Regions from separate parts of the Mus musculus genome. Here region 2 is linked to region 1. Evidence: chromatin contacts called from public Hi-C data. All regions are on one chromosome and are shown on one strand. Each heading gives the region's core, a stretch centred on a gene start, on an enhancer-like site or on the middle of the called end of the contact. The rest is flanking DNA. Distances are from core to core; before and after follow the strand shown. Region 1 overlaps Pik3r5 (phosphoinositide-3-kinase regulatory subunit 5). Region 2 holds the start of Pik3r6 (phosphoinositide-3-kinase regulatory subunit 5).

Region 1 (4,745 bases), core at 838-3,337:
AAGTTTCTGAGGGAGGTTTTGGATTAGGTTGACTGAGGTAGGAAAGACCTACCTTAAACGTGGGCGGCATCATTCATTCCATGAGCTAGAGTCCTAGGCTGTGCAAAGAGAAGCAGGGGTGTGGGGGAGGGGCTGGAGAGATGATGGCTCAGGGCTAGGAACACTTGCTGCACTTCCTAGCATCCACAGAGCTGCTTCTGGCTTCCTCGGACACCAGGGATGTCAGTAATGCAAAGACACACGCTCAGCCCAAGCCCTTCTACACATAAAATAATAAAGTCAAATGAAATCGAGAGAGAGGGGCCTGGGAAACTACAGCAACAAGGTAAGTAAGCAGCGCACTATGGAAATACAATCGCTAACCATTGTTAAACCAGCTGATTTCTAAAGAAATGATGTAACTAACACATTAAATAACCAACCCAGCAGTCAGCCTAACTTCCACCACCACTCCAAAATGTTAAAAAAGCACAAATGACAAAAGCTATCTGCAAACGCTGTGGAGCGACGCACACAGGCACATCTGGACTTCTGTGGCTTACAAAGACGCAGGTGCTACTGATATGACTGTGGCTTATTGACTATGTTCATAATGAAAGGAAACACTAGCCTTCAGTTAGAAATGTCACCTGTCCTCCATCCTCTCTCATGGGCCCCAGGCACAGATGCAGGTGAGAATCTCTGCTCCTCCCCCTCTCCCACCCGCCCCGTAGCTGTGAAACCCTGAAGAATGAGGACATGGACCTGGGGGGCTGCTATCAGTTGTAGATGCTCACTGTGTCCTGAAGTCCTGGTATGACCTGGCTGCCCCTCTCCTTGTCCAGTCCAGAGTTCCCCCAGTCCATTTGCTTTCTGGTTTCTCCCCTAAACCAGTTCAATACCTCTGCCAAGCAACACCCCAGGGTGGTGTGGGTGAGTTTCTAACCACTCTCACTCACATCAGGCTTCTTATATGAGTTCAAAACAGCAGTCCCTGAGCCCGGCTCCCCTAGGGTGGAGTATGGTGTCAAGACTACAGCAGTGAATGAAAACTCAGGGGTAGATATCTGCAGAGAATGCAAGACAGGCAACAGCTCTGTCTGGACCTCTCATGATGGGCACAGACCAGCTCATGCCCCAGGGCCCTGCTTGGAGAGTGGAAGACAAGACAAGCTGGATAATTTCTGGGCCACTGCATCTTCAAAATGAGCAGGGCTTTTCACATTGTTATATTATGGGGTGAACAGCGGCAGCAAAGCAGTCTGAGTAAATCAACCACCAGACATCCTCAGCACTTACCCCTGACCTGAGGAGACTCAGGGAAAACCCCATAGGTGACTCTAGGAAACAGCAGCACTTTCTAGAACTTTCTTAAAGATCCAATGCACACACAACTACAATCTGTCTCCTCCATGTTTGTCCTCTGTATTCCAGACCCTTGGAAAGACTCTTCTCTTTCAGCTGCAGTGGTCCCACGAACAGAGAATGATATCTGAGAGTTCCTCCAGCTCCTATGTAGCCAGGCAGAGATGAAGCTCTTCCTGTGATGGTGATGTCATACGAGGAACAGCAGGAGGTCAGTGGTAGCCACTCCAGATGCCCAGCGACAGCAGGTCCCACAAGCAGAGGCAGCTTTATTTCTAGCCCAACCACAGTCAACGGGTGGGTGAATAGATCTGGGGCTGAGGCAGAGGGAGGCACACTCAGGTGCCTACTCCAGACCTTACAGAAGAAGTGGTCTAACTTGATATCCATCATCATGTTTCCATGGTTATCTCATCTGACCTGTCTCTGTATCAGTCCCTGGGACTAAAGGACGAGGCTGCAGAAGCCCAAGGAAGAAGAAAAGAGGAAGGTGGGCAGGCAACGATTGCTAAGAGACAGCATTGCGGGGCTGGGCTGCATGGCAACCTGGGCCTAACATAGATAAAAGGAACTCAAAAAACAAAAACAGAAAAGTCAAGATGCACACCGGCAGCCCCAGGGTTTCCTGTTTTTCTAACAAATCACTGATGATTTCCAAGAAAAGCAAGCTGTACTGCCCTGGCCCCGGCCCAGCCGCAGAATTTGCACATCTGGCCCGTGCTTCGAGAGCAGCCAGCGGTGGGCTGGGGCACAGGATGTGTCAGAACACCTCAAGACTCTGCAGCTTGAGGAGCAGGGCCAGGGGACTCCCTGCCACAGCCAGCTCGGCAGGCTTCAACCCATTACTATCTGCCTGTTCCTCCCACAGCTGCTTCAAATCCCGTCCAGTCACATTCGTCACATTACCTTCCCGTGTCAGCCTTAAGATAAAGAAACAGAAAGATCTCCATTCTCAGAGAAGCGTCTGGGGAGGGCTACGTGGGGGAGTCCCCCCACCCCCAGGCCAAACTACATTCCCTGGGAATTTCTAGTAAGATGGTGTAAGGGCTCCAGGAAAGACCACTGGAGCTGGGTTTCCTTGGCAACAGGAAGCAGATAAATTAAGCAGAAGCAAGGTCACTCAGGAAGCTTCCCACAAGGGGTCCCATCCTACCCAATCCCCAGCCTCACTGTCTGTCTGTCTGTTCTCACAGAGGTTTACAAGGCTCCCAAGTGCAGTCCTTGGAGGGATGGATGATCAGGCCCTGGTCTGGGGCTGAAGATCAACCTCCAGCCTTCTCTCTTGGCTTCCCCCAAGAAAGCGTGCCTGCTGCCTTCTGCCTGAACCCCTTCAGTAAGCTGCTTGTCTCCAGCAGAGCCCTTCCACATCCATCTCTTGCTGTTCTACCATCAAAACCCCACATTACTCTTCATGCACACTTTGACGCTCCGGGCCCTGGAAAAATGTCACCTTCCCTGTGGGGTCCTGCCAAGCCGAGGATTCCACTTTGCTCACTCAGGCTACAGGCAATCCACATCTAAGCAAGTCCAGCCTGCTGCCCAGCTCTGTCCTCCTGTACCTGTACCCCCAAAGAGGCACGACAGAGGCAGGATGTAGGCAGGGAGCTGCAGAAAGAGGAAAGGAGGGCATTTCGACGTCTTGTCCTTTCTGCCTTATTCCTATTTGGCAGGTACCTTAACTGGGGGGAATCTAATGACCACGCTACACACATAGACACATGCACCTTGCTGAGCCACATGAAACTGAGCTGCAGGCTGTGCATATCATGACTTGAATGTGGTCATACGTTACTTTCAACAGGGAAAGCACATCCTTAGGCTATGGTGTGGGGAATGCACCACTCGACAATTTGGTAGCCATGCAGACACCACAGGACACTAATGTGGGGAGAGAGCACAGGAGGCTACCTCTGGTGTGATACGGCATGCTGTCTGATAGTCAATATTTTTTGTAGGTAGAAGGAAGATACTCCAAGCTAATATTTAAAAGTAGACTATAGTCAATTCATAAGCCAGGAATAGTGACACAGATCACTTATTGTCATTATGGAGGTATTACCCCTTACATAGTTACGCACTTTGCCCTTCACATGATTAGTAGTACACCAGCATCATCACAAACCAGGGAGTAATGGGGTATGCTCCAGCTCTGGGACAGCCACATCACTAGGCAATAGAAAAATGTCAACTTCATTATAACGGTGAAGGACTACCATGGTCTATCCATTTCATTATCAATGGAAATGTTATTCAACACATGCCTGCAACCCATTATGTCCAGGGACCTCACATAGACACTGGTCCCTTACACTGTAAGAGGTTAACAAATGCATGTCTATGGAATCCCCAGCAAATGAATAAGCTTGCAACAGGAAGAGTACAGAAAAATCTCTTCTTCCCAAGAAAGGGTTTAGGGCTAGGATGCAGGCAGCTATGCCATGGAACAGTCCAGGAAGCCAGCAAGCCTTTCTCTTCCAAGGCCTGACTTGTCCCCCTCTTCCCTCACCTTGAAAGGAGGGTAGGAACGCACACTACCCACCCAGGCAGGCTCAGGCCCTTACCTATTCAGCGGGCACAGCCAGGGCTTATTGGGTTTGCTGGTAACTAGTCACTCTACACAATGTGTAGTCAGACGCCAGCTCCATGGGAATTTCCCCTGACAAACGAACAGGTCTGCTTTACCCCTGGTCCACATGCTGCTCCTGGGGACAAGACACCAACTCCAAAGCTATGCTCCTCCATCTGGCTCCTGACTGTCCTCCTTCAGCCAGGAGACTCCATGACTGACTCAAAAGGAGTTCGAGACACTCTTGTTGGCAGCAGAAGAAAGGGAAAAGTCCCTGAAAACTCACCACAGGAAAACAACGTAGAGATGGGCATGATGATACATGGCTGCAAGCCCAGGAAGCTGAGGTGGAAGGATGGTGAGTTTGAGGCCAGCCTGGGCTACATAGCAAGTTCCAGACTGGTCTTGTCTATGTAGAAAGACCTGCTTTCCAAAAGCAAAACAAAACAAAGCAAAGCAAAGCAAAGCAAAGCAAAGCAAAGCAAAGCAAAGCAAAGCAAAGCAAAACAAGAAAATAGAAGGTATTTGATAACATCATAGTACTCAAAGATGTCCATAATGGTGTCTCTAAAGTCCCTTAGACTCTAGTTCCTCAAGAAGTGGATTCTAACTTCTCTGTCCTTAAACCGAGGCAGGCCAATGACTATGACAACCAGTGAATTACAATGGAAGCAGCCTGCTTCAGCTTCTAAGGCTGGGTCATAAATGGCAAGGCAGTGACTGTTTCCTTTTGTACTTAGAATTTGCCTTGATGTGAGGAAGCCCAAAAAACCTAGAGGAGAATCTGTGGGCACCTGGATCCACAGTTCTGTTTTCCAGATGTTTCTATCTTCCC
Region 2 (4,745 bases), core at 1,155-3,654, 52 kb before region 1:
TCAGCTCTTGGGGCAGGTGTGTGAGGCAGGCTACAGCCTTGAGTGTAACAGGTGGGAAGAGTGAATGGGAGCCCTGGGCCCTTGTAGCCTCTGTGTGATCCTGTCAGCAGCCTTGCTGGAGGAAGCTCAGAGCTGCTGGGCTGGGATTGGGGCTGAAGCTCTGAAAGAGCCTCACAGCCCTGTCCTTTGCTGCACGCATTCCAACAGCATCCCTGCGCCCAGCCGTCCAAACAGACGGACACTGTATGCATGTCCGGCCTGATACAGCCCCTCTTGCAAGGCCAAACCCTGGAGCAACAGCAGAGAACTTGCAGGTAGTCTTTCTGCTTCCCTATGACCTGCAGTCACCCCCCCCCCCAGAGAGACAGAGATACGCAGAGATGGAAACAGCCTGCGGAGCCTCTGTCACCCACGTTCACCACCTCTCACCTCTCCATGTAGCCTCCCCGCCTGCCTCTCCCACCGGAGTATCCATTCTCACTGCCGGAGTTCAGGGGCAGACCACACTTAACAGACAATATAACTTTTTTTTCTTTAAATTAAACAACAGCATATGACTATTGGGCAGATCTTCAAACCATAGCAAGTGATTAGTGGGCAAGCGGAAATGCAGGCAGAGCTCTGAGTTTCTGGGACCCTCCTCAGCCCCCAGGGCCAATCAGGATTTTAAAGATTCCTAAAGACCTTGCCTCCTTGCAGGCTCTGTAAAGGGCTTCGGGCCAACTTCCTTGGGGTGTCTAGCGGTGCTTAAAGGAAACACCTGAATAGGACAGAGCAGTAAGAGCAACAACATTGTTCCCAGGGAGGCTGAGAGGATCCGAGGGTCCTGGATGCTGAGGGGCCACAGGAACTGAAGCCTGGCCTTTGTGTGCCTTTCAGGCATCATGGCCTTGGAAACAGCATGAGGGCATTGCAGTAGGCCTGTGACAGGTGATGAGGCCCTGCATCCTAGCCCACACTGACTGGGGTCTAACCTAGCCTATACTGAGGCTATTGTAAGTCTGAACGGCTTCTCTCTCTCTCTCTCTCAATCTCTCTCTCTCTCTCTCTCTCTCTCTCTCTCTCTCTCTCTCTCCCTCCCTCTCTCCTCTTTCTTACTCCATACCTATTTACAAACCTGTGGGCTTTTTGCATGCTAGGCACGGTGCTGTGCCACTGAGCAACAGCCCCAGCCCTCCTCAGCTTTAAAGGAAACACCATTGCAGCCCTTGTCACATAGGATGGGCAGGAGAACTGTGCCTGGTAAGACATGAGACCTGCCCGGAGCTAAATCAATGAATGAGGATAGTCCCACACTGCATCTTTTGCCACACAAAGTCTCTAGGTCTCTGCTCCCTCATCCTCAATCATATATCTACTGACCTGCCTCTGAGATTTGCACTCTGGGCTCTCTCCTCCAGGGGTGCTCCAGGGCCAGCCTCACCTCTGCATATAAGCCCTCCCGATCTCTGAAGCTTCATCCTGATCTCACCTCACTTTCCCTATATCTGTCTCCAAGTCCCGGCTCACCAGCAATTTTTTGCCTTATATTACTGTATCAGACAACCAAGGCCTTGTCTCAGCCCCTGGAGCAGGAGGCCAACAACCTAAGAGCACAGATGCCCCTCCCTGTACCCCCTCCTGGTCTCTCTGTGAGAGTGTGAGTGCACGCACACACACACATACACACCACACCAGCCAGCCCTGACAGTCACTAAATACCCAGAAGAGAGATGGACAGATGACGTCTTGGAAGCAACATAGACAGGGATTCAGGATTCTCCCTGCTCGCTCATTTATTCTGTGACCTGCTGCGATTTACTTCCCTGCGCTGAGTCTTGGTCTATTCCTGACCCAAGATGGGCATTGAAGCACTTACCCACCCAACCTCTAGTTCCTGAAAGAATCACAGCTATACAGCATTGGCCTTACCCTATTATCGCTAACAGGCACAGAGTTCGAGGGGTAAAACAAGAAAGGTCTCCTCACAAGATCTTGGGTCCTCTCCTCATTGGAAAATAGGTTGAACAGAAATAGCTGGCAGGTGCTCTTACTGTCACAGCAGGACCAGCCTTCTGAGACGTGGGCTCCTTAGGGCTCTTCATCCACCAGCCGCTTCCATGTTGAACCTCATCTGGGTCCAGCCCTGTCTCTCCCAACTCCCTCCTCAGACACTCTGCCCCAGTCAGAACCTACCTTAGCTGGACCACAGTTGTCCACGTCCCCAGACCCTCCAGCCAATGAGCTCCTGAGGTCCTGTTCAGGAGGCCAGCAACCCCAAGGACCAGATGTCCCAAAGGAGCCAAAGAGAGCTTGTCGTCCTGACTGTCCACTCTAGAGATCTGCAGAAAAAGTTCTTCCTCACACAGCTAGTCCTGTCCCTCCCCTTCCTTCCCCTTCCCCTTCCTCATGGCCCACAAAGCCCCTCCCAGGCATATCCTGCTGAGGCTTTTTTTTTTTTTTCAAAGAAGTGGGTGTGGTCACTCACTGTCCCTGGGGGTTCCTTATTCTGGCCTAATGCAAGTGACCTGTCTGGAGGGATGAACATTTCCACAAGGGATGGATATGTCCACTCTCATGCTGATGAGGTTCTGAAGCAGAAATCTAGCCTTTCCAAAGGTCCAGGTACCCCACTTATGTCCCATCCTACGGTGGGCATGAGGGACCAGATGTCTGTTAACCTCCTGACATCTGACATGCACAGGCTGAACTATTTCACACCAAACCAGCATCTCTGTCACCTCAGAACAGAAACCCTGTGTCATCCCAGCATCTGTCCCCCACATTTGCATCTTAGACCACATCAAGTCTGCTCAGCACTGCCTCCCCAGCCTGTGGGCTCTGTCCTGAGCTGTGACAAAGCCTGTCCTTGAGCCACTTCCTTAATCTCACCCCTGAGTAGCTCCTCACTGCAGCCTCTCCGCACCCTAGTGAAGGTTCTTAACTACCCAGGCTGCCAGGTGTGGTGGTCCATGCCTTTGATCCAGATGCTTTGGAGGCAGAAGCAGAGGCAGGGGCAGAGGCAGAGGCAGAGGCAGAGGCAGAGGCAGAGGCAGAGGCAGAGGCAGAGGCAGAGGCAGAGGCAGAGGCAGAGGCAGAGGCAGAGGCAGAGGCAGAGGCAGAGGCAGAGGCAGAGGCAGAGGCAGAGGCAGAGGCAGAGGCAGAGGCAGAGGCAGAGGCAGAGGCAGATCTGTGAGTTCAAGGCCAGCCTTGTCTACATATCCAGATCCAGACCAGCCAGGGCTGCATATTGCTAGCCTGTCTCTAAACAGACAAACAAAAACCATCGAGGCCATGGGACTCTCCTTCCAATGTTTTTCTTGGGTCATCTCTCTTCTCGGGGAAGAATAGGAAACAGGGCAAAGGGGCAAGAGGAAAAGCTGGGCAGGAATGTCAAGAAGGGACCAGTGGTCAGTGGTGGCAAATGTCAAGGCTAGGGAAGGACAGTTTGGGCACTGAGAGGAAGCTCCACCTCCTTGGCCTCCTCTCATTCCACCTCCCTCTTCCCCTCCTCCTCTATCTCAGACTTGAAATAAAAAACACAGGAACATCTCCAACACACTTTTTAGGCCTCTTTTAAAAAGTCACAGACTCTATGGTCACATCCTATTGGTAAATTGGCTCTGGAGAGTGTCAGGCAGATCAATAGTGATACTGTCTTTGAAGCACCTAGATCCAGTCATGCCTAAAACCCTGTTGCCTAATCTACTTCTAGTCAGCTCATCTATGTGATCCAAATTTCCCTGCCTTTTAAAGATTAAAGTTTTGATTTTTTTTTTTTTAATGTGGGCTTCTATCGCTTGCAGCTTTGGAAGTACTGGTTTTTATTTGTTTGACATCCTTGTAAGGCCCTCACTAGGTTCTAGTCTTGCCTTCATTTTTTAAGAGAAAGCCTTTAGAAAAACACAGTCCAGGGATGAGTGTCATTTCTTCTCTGGCTCTGCCTCCCTCCCCCTACTTTTTTTCCAGACTCTCCCACATACCCGGGGTTAATTCTCTCTAGCGTCTCTTCCCTCTTCGCTGGTGTTCTGAGGCCATTGCCTGCCTGCCCGACCCGCCTTCTCCTGCCCAGTAAGTTTTGGGATAGTAATGGTCCTCAGATTTTAGTCACCACATCCATGTGAAGAGAAAGATTGGCTCCTTCAGTAAAGCAAGTGGAAAGTGAGCACACGAGTGACAGACGTGGGGGTGGGGGGAGTGGTGGAAATGAATAAACCCAGTGTGTAATAGCTGAGAGCATGAACCCGTGCAGCCTCCACGGGCAGCCCCGCTTATCAGTCTCGGCCTAATTGAATCGGAAATCACAAGCTGGCCTCTGCTCTTGTGGCCGCACCGCTCTTATCAGCAGCGTTTCTGCAGCTGGTGTGGGTGTGGTAACCATATAGCGGGGCAGCCCGGTGACTGACTGAGGACAGTCCCAGACCCATCCCTTCCACGGAGGACTAGGAGGGAAGGAGGCGGTGATGAGAAAGATCTGTCCCCACACCTGTGCCTTTGCACAGCCCCGCCCATCTTCAGGTAGGGTGTAGACACAGACCGGCTGTCTAGCCCCACCCACCTCCCCTGGACCTACAATAATTCTCCAGCAACAGCACAGAGGGTCCCAGGGCGGTTCATGACAACAAAGGTACTCTCAGGGGACTGTTCAAGTGTATACACACACACACACACACACACACACACACACACACACACTCCTGCTAACACACCTCTGGCTGTCTTTGGGCCTCAGTCATCTACACCCTGAGGTGTTGGAGAGCTTGGTT

The links. A called contact is a pair of places that touch in the nucleus more often than the background predicts.
Region 2: a contact with region 1 is called in a Hi-C map of Th1 cells, with 1.7 times the contacts expected there. The contact joins the promoter of Pik3r6 here to the enhancer-like site in region 1. A contact is called at or near these places in 1 of 15 datasets of contacts at CTCF or cohesin (CD8 T cells), 7 of 484 Hi-C or Micro-C datasets (CD4 T cells, CD8 T cells, Th1 cells and 3 more), 4 of 115 datasets of contacts at active chromatin or transcription factors (CD8 T cells, double positive thymocytes, embryonic stem cells and 1 more) and 2 of 9 other capture datasets (adipose tissue and liver).

What each region holds. Positions count from the first base shown.
Region 1 is chr11:68,448,728-68,453,472 of GRCm38.p6, reverse strand. The region is part of intron 1 of Pik3r5 (phosphoinositide-3-kinase regulatory subunit 5); the gene reads right to left. Among named protein-coding and RNA genes, the nearest start is that of Pik3r5, 19 kb to the right of the region's middle. Within about 2 kb of position 2,087, at least 64 of the 459 cell types and tissues checked have an H3K27ac peak or open chromatin away from gene starts, as enhancers often do. A contact at or near this core is called in CD8 T cells, Th1 cells, adipose tissue and 1 more, where this site is marked.
Region 2 is chr11:68,500,678-68,505,422 of GRCm38.p6, reverse strand. Pik3r6 (phosphoinositide-3-kinase regulatory subunit 5) reads right to left here and starts at 2,404. Exons shown (of 20, transcript NM_001081566.2): 1 at 2,176-2,404.